2 separate regions of the Ovis aries genome follow, and region 2 is linked to region 1. A link is a contact called in public Hi-C data. All regions are on one chromosome and are shown on one strand. The core of a region is the stretch at or near the end of the contact, and the rest is flanking DNA. Distances in the headings are between cores, read along the strand shown.

What was found. Hi-C and Micro-C count contacts between places; a contact is called where the count stands out from the background.
Region 2: a contact with region 1 is called in a Hi-C map of mixed tissues, with 3 times the contacts expected there. The contact joins two enhancer-like sites. A contact is called at or near these places in 8 of 16 Hi-C or Micro-C datasets (blood, hypothalamus, liver and 3 more).

Annotation. Positions count from the first base shown.
Region 1 is chr22:21,835,355-21,840,368 of ARS-UI_Ramb_v3.0, forward strand. No RefSeq gene overlaps it. Among named protein-coding and RNA genes, the nearest start is that of LBX1, 44 kb to the left of the region's middle. Within about 2 kb of position 1,612, at least 3 of the 54 cell types and tissues checked have an H3K27ac peak or open chromatin away from gene starts, as enhancers often do.
Region 2 is chr22:22,087,900-22,092,526 of ARS-UI_Ramb_v3.0, forward strand. No RefSeq gene overlaps it. Among named protein-coding and RNA genes, the nearest start is that of POLL, 22 kb to the right of the region's middle. Within about 2 kb of position 2,817, at least 4 of the 54 cell types and tissues checked have an H3K27ac peak or open chromatin away from gene starts, as enhancers often do.

The sequences.
Region 1 (5,014 bases), core at 362-2,861:
TCCTTCCCCAGAACTACCAGCTTCCAAGTAGCCAGTGGAAGGTACATTATTTGGCAGTGTTTGGGGGATCCTGCCCCCACTCCAGCATCCAACCGCAGGGATACAGCCCTGGCCACCTTCAATAGTCTCTTTCAGCCTGTACCCATCCCATGCCCTCCTCTCTCCCAGGCCTCCTCCCCAGAAGCTGACCTGGAGCTGGATTCCCAAATAAACAGTAACTAATTGGATTAGGAGCTGATAATATTGTTGACCTTTCTTAATGTCTGCTGGCAGTCTTTCCACCACACTGAGGCTTAATTGTATGGGGTGGGGGGAGGGTGGGGGACTTCCAGGAGTGAAATGTGACCCCTGTTAACCTCAGATAAAATGGGCTCAGCGTCTTCCCAACTGCCTGTCATCCCCCATGGAGCAGGAACACACACATGCTCCCACTCTCATCAAATAATTACACAGATGATACACACATGCATAGGCATGCATGCAGAGATGCAGACACACCCAGAGGCACACAGGCATCTCACCCAAATCCACACCTGACTTTGAACATGGATCCTACATGTACACAAGCCATACAAACGTGTGTGCATGCAACATTACATATATGATAAACAAATATGTGCACATACACATACACAGTCGCAAAGACAACACCAAGATACATGTAGGCAAGTATAATTACATACTTGATACATAATAGGTTAACAGACACACTCATGAATGCGCACAGATGCACACACATACACTGACATGTGCACTTATACTCAGACATGATGCTGAATAAAATGAGCATGCACCGGACGTGACACGCGTCCACATGCGTGCATAGTGTGCACATACCTTTGCCCCCGGACAAGACAGGCCCCGGCAGCGCTCCACATAGATAGTCTGGCCCACCCCACACCCCATCTCTTTCACAATCTCTGTTACTTCCACTTTCTACTTGTTCCTGGGCTTCCTGGTTGTGTTTCTGGGACCCTGTGTTTCTGGGTCTCTTGGAGCCCGGCCCGCCTCTTGTGAGTGTCTCCATCGCTCAGAACCTCTGGGGCCCTGCGGCTGCCTGGATCTCTCTCTCTGCTCCTGGGATGCCGAAGTTGAAAAGGGCCTGGCTGGCAGAGTGGTGGGGAGAACATGTGGAGAGAAGAGATTAGAAGAGCAGGGTATGGGCAAGGAGGGCAGAGAGGGTGGAGAAGAGGGTCGGGGGAGAGGACCCGGAAAGAGGGGAGCGGCGAGGGAAGGGGAGCGCAGGGCGGGGGAGGGGCGCCTGCCTGAGCACAGCAGATGTTGCCGCTCCTCGGATGGAGCTGTTAATGTAAGTGGAGTTTGTGCAATGGTAATTAGGAGGGCCCTCATTACCCTGGCGGAGCCGGCTGAGAGCCGATAAAGCCGAGGGGGAGAGGGGCCGACATCAGGGTAATGGGGGAGCGGGGCCGTTGAGGAGCTGGAGCCGAGCCGGGACCGCTCCACGCGCAGCTGGAGCCCGGCGAGAGGGCCGGGGAGGGAGGCGCGGACCGGGCCTAGAGCCCCCGGGAGGAGCAGGGGTGCTAGCGGGCGAGTGTTGCGAGCGGTTGCCTCTGCGCTGGCCTTGGTGCCGGCCGCGCTGGAGAGGGTGTCCTGGAGCGCGAGCTTCGAGGACTGGAGCTGCCTGTCTGCAAGGGGCAGGTGGTGAGGAGGGTAACAGGCAGGAGTGTCCGCCTCAAGTGCAGCCCTGGGACCGGGCGGGGGGGGGGGTCGGGGGGCGGACATCCCCGGGGAGGCGGAGGGGGGGCGTGGACATCCCCGGAGGCCTATGCAGTATATTCTGAGACCCCTGGTGGCCGAACAGCGGTGGGGCCAGAGGGTGGGAACATGAAAGGACACCCTTCTCCTCTAGAGCCTCCCCTCCCCCTGCTCCAGTGCCTGGGGATCTAGGACTCATCCAAAGTGACCAAGACATGGTCTCTGGAAGAGAACAGCCAGGATGAGAATTAACATCTAGAAGGAATGGTCCAGAATGTTAGGTCACAGACTGGAGGAGACCAGCCAGCATTCAGGAGATCAGCATTCAGAGTTAGGGAGGAGTATAAACCCTAACTCTTGCCTCCTGGGAGTAGGGGAAGGTCAGTCCACCCCCCCCCAACCTGGTCCTCTCACAGGTCCTCTTTTCCTCCTTCCCTCTCTCCTACCCCTCCTGGTAACCTCCCCTCCGATGCCAACCCTAGGGGAGGGCCCCAAGCAATGAGCATGTTGAAAGTGGAGCCCCAGCATCCCTAAGCACCTTGCTTCCCTTGGGCTTTGCAGGAAGGGGAACGGAGGCAAGGGAAGCAGTGAAGTACCTCTAATCCCTAGCTGGGGACCTGGGAGCCCTTCCCAGACCTCCAGAACAGGGTCCAGGGTGGTGAGTCTGTTTTGCTATTTACCATCCAGGGATTTCCAGGATGAGCCCCCAGTGCTTTTCAGACTAAGGAGTGAGCAAGCTCAGTTTTCCTAGCTGACTGAGAGCTGTCTTCACAGAATGGGCCATTTTCACAGAACGGGCCAAGTCCCCTTCTCCTCCTGCTCCCCCCAGCCCAAGGCCAGACAACCCTGGGAAGACTTCCAGGAAGCAAGGAATCTGCCACCATGGCAGGGAGAGGGGAATTGTCGGGGGCCTCACTTTCTCCATCGGAGGGTCCATCATCCCCTTCTTAAATCCCTTTTTCACACAGCCCCCACCTGCAGCTGCTTTCAGAAGCCCAAGGGCACTTGGGCTGCCACTTCGGTTTACTGACTTCCCAAGGAGTATATATTGCACCCTCCCCTCCTCACCCCCATTATGGAAAGAGTGGAACAGAGAAGGGGATTTTTTTCCCTTCAGGCTTTGAGGAAGGGAAAGGAAGGACCTGCCACTACCAACCCCAGAGGGAACCACGTCCCCCAGAGAACCAACAGGGATGTGGTGTCTCTGAATAGACCTGGGCTGAGGGGAGACCCCGATGCCCCTCCCCTCTTCAGCAGCGTGGCAGAGCAGGGGTTAACAGGGAGAGGCTGCAAGACTTGAGCAGGCGGTGGCTCCCGCCTCCCCCCTCCCCCCCAGAGTTGCTGACTCTTCCTTTTTGTTCGGGCTGACAGCGAGCACCTGGTGTGCTCCTGCAACAATATTGTTCCTGCCTCCCTCCCCCCAGCCCCCAGGCTCCCCTCTCTCCCCCTCCCCACCCGCAGGCAGCCTTCCCCTCCGTCTCCTCTTCCCCAGCCCCTCCTGTCAGTGGCCTCCTAGGAGCACCCCCTCAACACAACCACAAGCACGGACCCTGCAGTGTCAATAAACACAACATATGCTGCCATTAATGTGAAAATCGTGCCCTCTACTCCATTCATCCCCTCAGCCTGCCCGCCCGCTGGGGGCAGGGGTAGGGGGGTTGGGGAAAGAAAGGTCAAGTGGGAAACATTAACTACCCTCTTTTTTTGATCTGCTTACCCCTCACCCCCACCTCCAGAGAGGGAGAGGAACTGGAGGAGCACGGATGGGAGAGGGATAGGGGCGTTCTGAGACCTGTGTTCTCCCCAAGTCTCCCAGATGGAAACAGGTGAGCACCCTCCTCCAGCCCACATGCCTCTTGAGCTTCAGGGGGACAGGAGTAAGGCCGCAGTCAGCCCTCCCACAAACGGCCACAGTTGCTGACAGGCTTCTCCTGGGGGCAGACATGGTCAAGGCGGTCTTGTTCTCTTGCAAGTCCAGCAATCATCTCAGCTCCTGGCAACCTTCTGTCTGTCTACCTGAATTATAAAAGACAAACCAGAAGGGTTCTCCAAGAGGGCTGGGCTTCAGAAAGCCCTTGTGAAAGGAGCCAAGTACCTCAGGTGGCTAAGGGAGTGGCCTGGCCTCAGTCTCCTCAACTAAATCACCAGTGCCAAGGCAGCAGGGGATAATAAAGATAAAAATAATACAATAACAACAGCTAACATGTATTGAAGGCTTATTTATGTACCAGACATTGTGCTAAGCACTTTACAGGCTTTATCTAATTTGTTCCCCAGAAGGCCTCTATAGGGAAGTTACAACTGATATCCCCATTTTACAGCTGAGGAAAACAGGCTTGCTTAGAACAGCTAGCAAGTACTGAGTACTCACTGTCCTCCAGACCCTGGTTGGAGTTTTCTACATATCATGTCAATGACCCTCTGAGGTTAGCAACGCTATTGGTGCCATTTTACCGAGGAGGAAACAGGCTCAGAGAGGTTCACTAATTTGCCAAAGTTTCACAGGCAGCAAGCAGAACTTGGCCAGGAATTCAGGTCTGTCTGACAGCAAAGCTTATACTCTTGGCCCCTACACATTGCTGCCTCCTTTCTCTTTTGTATTTTTCTCCATCTCCAGTAGCACCCACAGCACATACAACTCCCTCCCCCACCCAAGCTCACTCCCAAGATCAGACACATAGAAGGACAATGGCTTCCCAGTGGCGCTAGTGGTAAAGACACAGGTTCCATCCCTGGGTCAGGAAGAGCCCCTGGAGGAGGGCATAGCAACCCCCTCGAGTATTCTTGCCGGGAGAATCCCATGGACAGAGGAGTCTGGCATGCTGCGGTCCGTAGGGTTGCACAGAGTTGGAGACGACTGAAGTGACTTAGCAGGCACACATGCACAGGACAATGGGGAAGGAAAAGCCAGAGTTGAGACTCTCATTCTCTGCCCAGGTCCTCACTCTTTCCACTGTCACTCCCTGCTGTACCCGTCCAGCCTGTATGCTCACTGTCCCCTCACCCCCATGGCCAGACTCATTCTGAGGAGCCACTGTGTACAGGCAAAGTGCCCCTTTAAGCTCCCAGAGCACAAAGATATTGTGCTTGGCTCTGCAGCTCCTCACTTCTGAGACTCCAGTTGCTTTATTGATACTAACTTAACACATCCCCCACTTCCCCACCCGACCTGGCCCAGCCTGACGGGCAGAAATCTGCTGCCTGGGCACCACCCTGACCTCTCTTTTCCTCTTTCATTATCCGCTCTGGGCACCAGGGAGCCAGCACCAAAATTAAAACAATAACTAAGCCCGAAGTG
Region 2 (4,627 bases), core at 1,567-4,066, 250 kb after region 1:
CTTTCCCAGGGTGACTCTAAGGCCCAGGCTGGAAGGATGAGCCATATGTACCTAGCGTTAAGTATGCGCAACATTACATATGTATATTGGAGAGTAAATAACCCCAAAAAGCGCCTTGTAAATAGACTCCAAGTTTATCCTTTATTAATGAGGCACCGAGTGCCCTGCTGTTTTAGAGCAGCGAGACTTTCATAATATCAAAACCTAAATTACACTTGCGTCTCTCATCCCAGGGATGAGCATCTTTTGGCTCCAATTGCAGAGTGAGTAAGCAGGGATCCCTCCCTGCCTGCCTGGGATTTGTTGGCACCTTTCTTCGATTGGAGGGAGGGAGAGAGGATGTACACACGCGTGCCTGCACATGCACACACACACACGCACACACACACACACACACACACACACACCAAGTTCCCTAGAGAGCTTTGTGTCTAAGGCCTCAGGGTCCAGTGTGTGAAGGCAACCTGGGATGCTGGCTTTTCATTTCATGTACAGAGTTTATAAGATCAAGGGGTTATCCCAGGCTCTGGGGCATGGAAGTGGGGTGGATCACTATACAAGCTCTGTGACCAAGCTACTCCCTATCTTTTAGCTTCAGTTTCCCCATCTGCAAATGGGGATGATAATAGCTTCCTCCTAGGCTCGTTGTGAGGACTCAGTTAATGGGTCACAAGTGGGGTCTGGTGTAGAGCAAGTCCTTGATAAGTGTGAGCTGTGATGATGATGAAAATGACAGTCCCCTCTTTGGAATGGGACACCAGTGTCTTCAACTCCTAGAACACACCACATATGGGGTCACAGAGTTTCTTATCTTGGCACCAAGGTCCTGCACTGACCAGGACCCGTCTCACCCTTACACGTGTGAGACCTGACCTTCCAAAGGCCCCCAATCCTGAGCTCAGCTGGGACAAGGAGCCTGGACCCTCTTGTTGCCCCCCATTTCTGAAGTCCAAGGCTCTTCATGGACCCCTTGGGGACTGTGCCTACCCCACCCTAGTCCTAGACCAAATGGACTAGCTGGGCAGGTGGGCAGGAGGGTGCTGTGTGGACAGGATTTACAGCCTGGCCGGCCAAGCTCCTGGTGCTCTGGTGGGCGTCATGTCAAATCTGTCCCATTATATGGACAGTTGAGTTTAATAGTCATTGTGTGCTCGCTCAGAGCCCAGCAAACATCGCGGGGCGACACCCCCTCCACGCAAGCCGCCCGCTCCCCAGCCACACGGCCCATCCGTACAGTAAATTAAAAATATGAATCACTTCTCCCCACTGCCTCCCCAAACGCTCATCTTGTCAGCCTCTATGTTGCCTTCATTTGTATTACCTTAATTTAATGTTAATTATGGTCTTCATTTACAAGGAACAAGCGAGCCCTGCTCTGCCAGGGGACCTTCCCCTACCCATCCCCCCTCAGCCCAGGAGGGAGAGGCTGGGGGAGAGGAGGAATTTGGGGGGCTACAAAGGAGGAAGGAAGGGAGTTGGGGGAGGGCAAGAGATGAGATCTGGGCCATCAGTGGCTGATGGCCGTTCAGGGAGGGACTAGAAAGACCAACCCCGTCCCTCCTCCACATACCCTGTCATCAATCATTTATTCATTGAACAGTTATTTATTGAGCACCTAGTAAGTGCCAGATAGCCATAAACAGAGAGATTGAGCGGGGTGGGGCTGGGGGGTCTTCCTCCATAAGAAGTGCTACCGGAGTCCCCTTTGCCATCTGAAGTGAATGTGCTGGAAAGCAACATCAGGAAGACATGTCATGCATGCCCCAGGGGGCTGGTACCTCGCTCAGCCCAAAGGGCTCAGGACACTCCACCAGCAAGGGATCTTCTCTTTCTTCCAAGTTCTCCTCTTGGCTACTAGTGCCATCCCTACCCCAAATTGCTTCATACTCTTTCCAGGCAGGAAGTTCTTTCTGAAGTCTTTCCTGAGTCCCTCTTGCTTCAGACCATCCTAGGCTCAGAGCCTGAGTGGGGTCAGGAGTGGAAGGGAGATTCCCAGGCTACACTGTCTCTGGAAGGTTGGGAGGCAGGCATGGTGGGGATCACTACTCCTCACCCCACCACTCACCACCCTTACCACCCGGTGACCCCACCACTCAGCCCAGCTGACTTGCTCAAGTTTCCGTGTCTGAGAGGCCTGGGAGACCCCCTGTGCTCTACACTCTGCCACTGGGACACACAGTCACATGTAAGCCTGTAGAGCCTGTGGGGGCACGATAAATGTTGGTGGCTCCTTTCACACGTGTGCACGCAGGGAGCTGGCCCAGGGCCACCTGCACTCGAGCTGCCATTAACCACGAACACCAGCCCCTCCCCCCAAGCACTCGTCTCCTCAAGTGGGGAAAAGGATCTCCAGCAGGGAGTATCTGCTTGACAGATGAGGCTGTTCTGAGTGTGTGTCTGCCTGTGTGTCCGTCTCCAGGGAGCCTCGATCCACACACACAGGGACATGTGTCTCCCCAGGTTCGGTGTGCCTGTGTGTATGTGCAGGAGCGTGTGTCCAGCAGGCCCACATGCACGTGTGCGCGCCTGTGCTCCTGTTCGCGACCCACCTCCTCCCCCCGCCCCTCCTCCCCCCCGCCCATCCCTGCCTGTCAGCGGCGCTGATGACATTGGCTCAGAGGAAAGTGATGACAAATGCCCGTTATCAGCGAACGAGGCCAATGACAAATGGGCGGGCGCCCGAGCAGCCCCATTACGCTGTAATAACAGAAGATGGATGGCCTGGCGCCCCCCCCCCCGCCACCCCCACCCCTACCCGCCTTCGCCGGTAACGGGAGCAGATCCGGCTCCGCCCGCCCGGGAGGAAGTCGAGCGGCCCGCTGGGCCGCCAATCACGACGGCCCGGAGAAGCCCAGGCCCAGGCTGCCCAAGCCGGGAGCCCACAAGGCTGCCTGCGGCGGAGGAACAAAGCAGCTCGCTCGGCGGAAGCAAGCGGTGCACGGGGTGTCCGGCCTGCCCGCGGCCAGGACACGCAGCTGTGCACACACATGGTCTGCACACGCGCCAGCCGCCTGCGTCCTTGCACTGTACACCTGCAGCTCCTGTCTAGGCACAGCCCCCACGTCATGGGAGCACAGACACAAGCCTTCATGCTGTGCATGGGCAGATGTCTGCCACCCAGAGCCAGGTGCACCCACCAACACAAATCCACGTACACACAGCCATGCAGACCCCTGCACCGGCAATTCATGTACGCAATGACAGAAACCTCTATGTCTGTGCACACGTATGCAGCTAACACGCCTCCACATGGATAGATATGAAAATACGCATACACAGAAGCAGAATCGCTCATGCGTTGACATAAACCCTCACACTGTCCACACAATTCAAGAACTCCAAACATACCCACGTGCCAAAGATGCCCATAGCTGCATCAACAAATGTTAACTGAGTCCCTACCACGCTAGCGTCAGCAAGGTGCTGTGGAGTTACAATGACAAATATGACACCATCCTTGGCTTCTAGAATTTTAAGTCTACTAGGCATGGCAGACAAACGGCTGTGAGCAAAGGCTGAAGATGATTTGTGTTTTGACCCAAGAACATCGTTTGTGATGTGAAATTTCCCAGTGTGAGATTTCCTCCAGGAAAATCAGAAAGTCTTCCCAGAGAGGTGAATAAAGGAAGAATGAATTTTCCAAAGGAATTGAATTTGGGGTGGGGGGAAGCATGGAAACCAGAAAGTGTAGGGATTGTTTGGGGCCCAGTGTTTGCCTGGCCAATAGTCCAGGCAAATAGCACTGAGTGTGGTTGGAATGAAACTTCCCAGAATGGCTGGGGTTATAAAGAGGCTGGAGCAGGGAAGAGGCTGTGACAGTACCACCTGAAAGACCCAGGAGGCTTGAGCTAATTGCTGACATAAAAAAGGAGAAGACCAGGACGTCAAGGAGTGGGAAAGTAAGAGAATGAGAGGTTCCAGGCAAGGCTGTCTTCCTAGGTGTGTGACATGGGCCAGCCCAGGGGGCTGTGCATTTAGAAAAGCCCTGTGTGCCTGGTTTAATGCTCTGTCTTGAAATTATTTATAATTTTATAATAAAGAGCCTGAAGTTTCATTTGGCTTTGGGCCCTGAAAATTATATATCCAGTCTTGGAGCTAGGGATCTCTCAGGTTGATCAAGTAAGACAGAAGGAGCAGGTTGGGGGAAGACAGCAGTGAGTTTGGGGGATCAGGGAGTATATGAGAGCTTAGATGTGGAGTCAGGGGTTGAGATGATGGGTAGTGTCTCCCTCCCTGGGGTGGGAGTAAGTGCCTTGCATACGCCTCTGCCCAGGCTTATTTCTACGCTGCAGGGAGTCTACACACTGCTGCATGCCATAGGCATGCCTCCTGAAACTCACTTTTATACCCCCATGCTGGAATATAACATCCCCAGTGTTGCTCCCATATCCCCAGGGCATGGAAAATGATTGCCACTCAATACCTGTTTGTTGCAAGAATAAGCAATCAAGCCCTAACATGGCGCCCCTACCCCATTACCACTGCCCTGTATTTCTTCCAGGGTTGTTCTGTCACCCTTTGCCTACTTCCGGGAAAGAGTGCCCTTGTTTCAGGGCTCCCTCATTTGATGTCTTCTTTGCAGACTGAGCTGGGCAGGAGTTAATGGTGAGCCTAGGACCCTGGGATG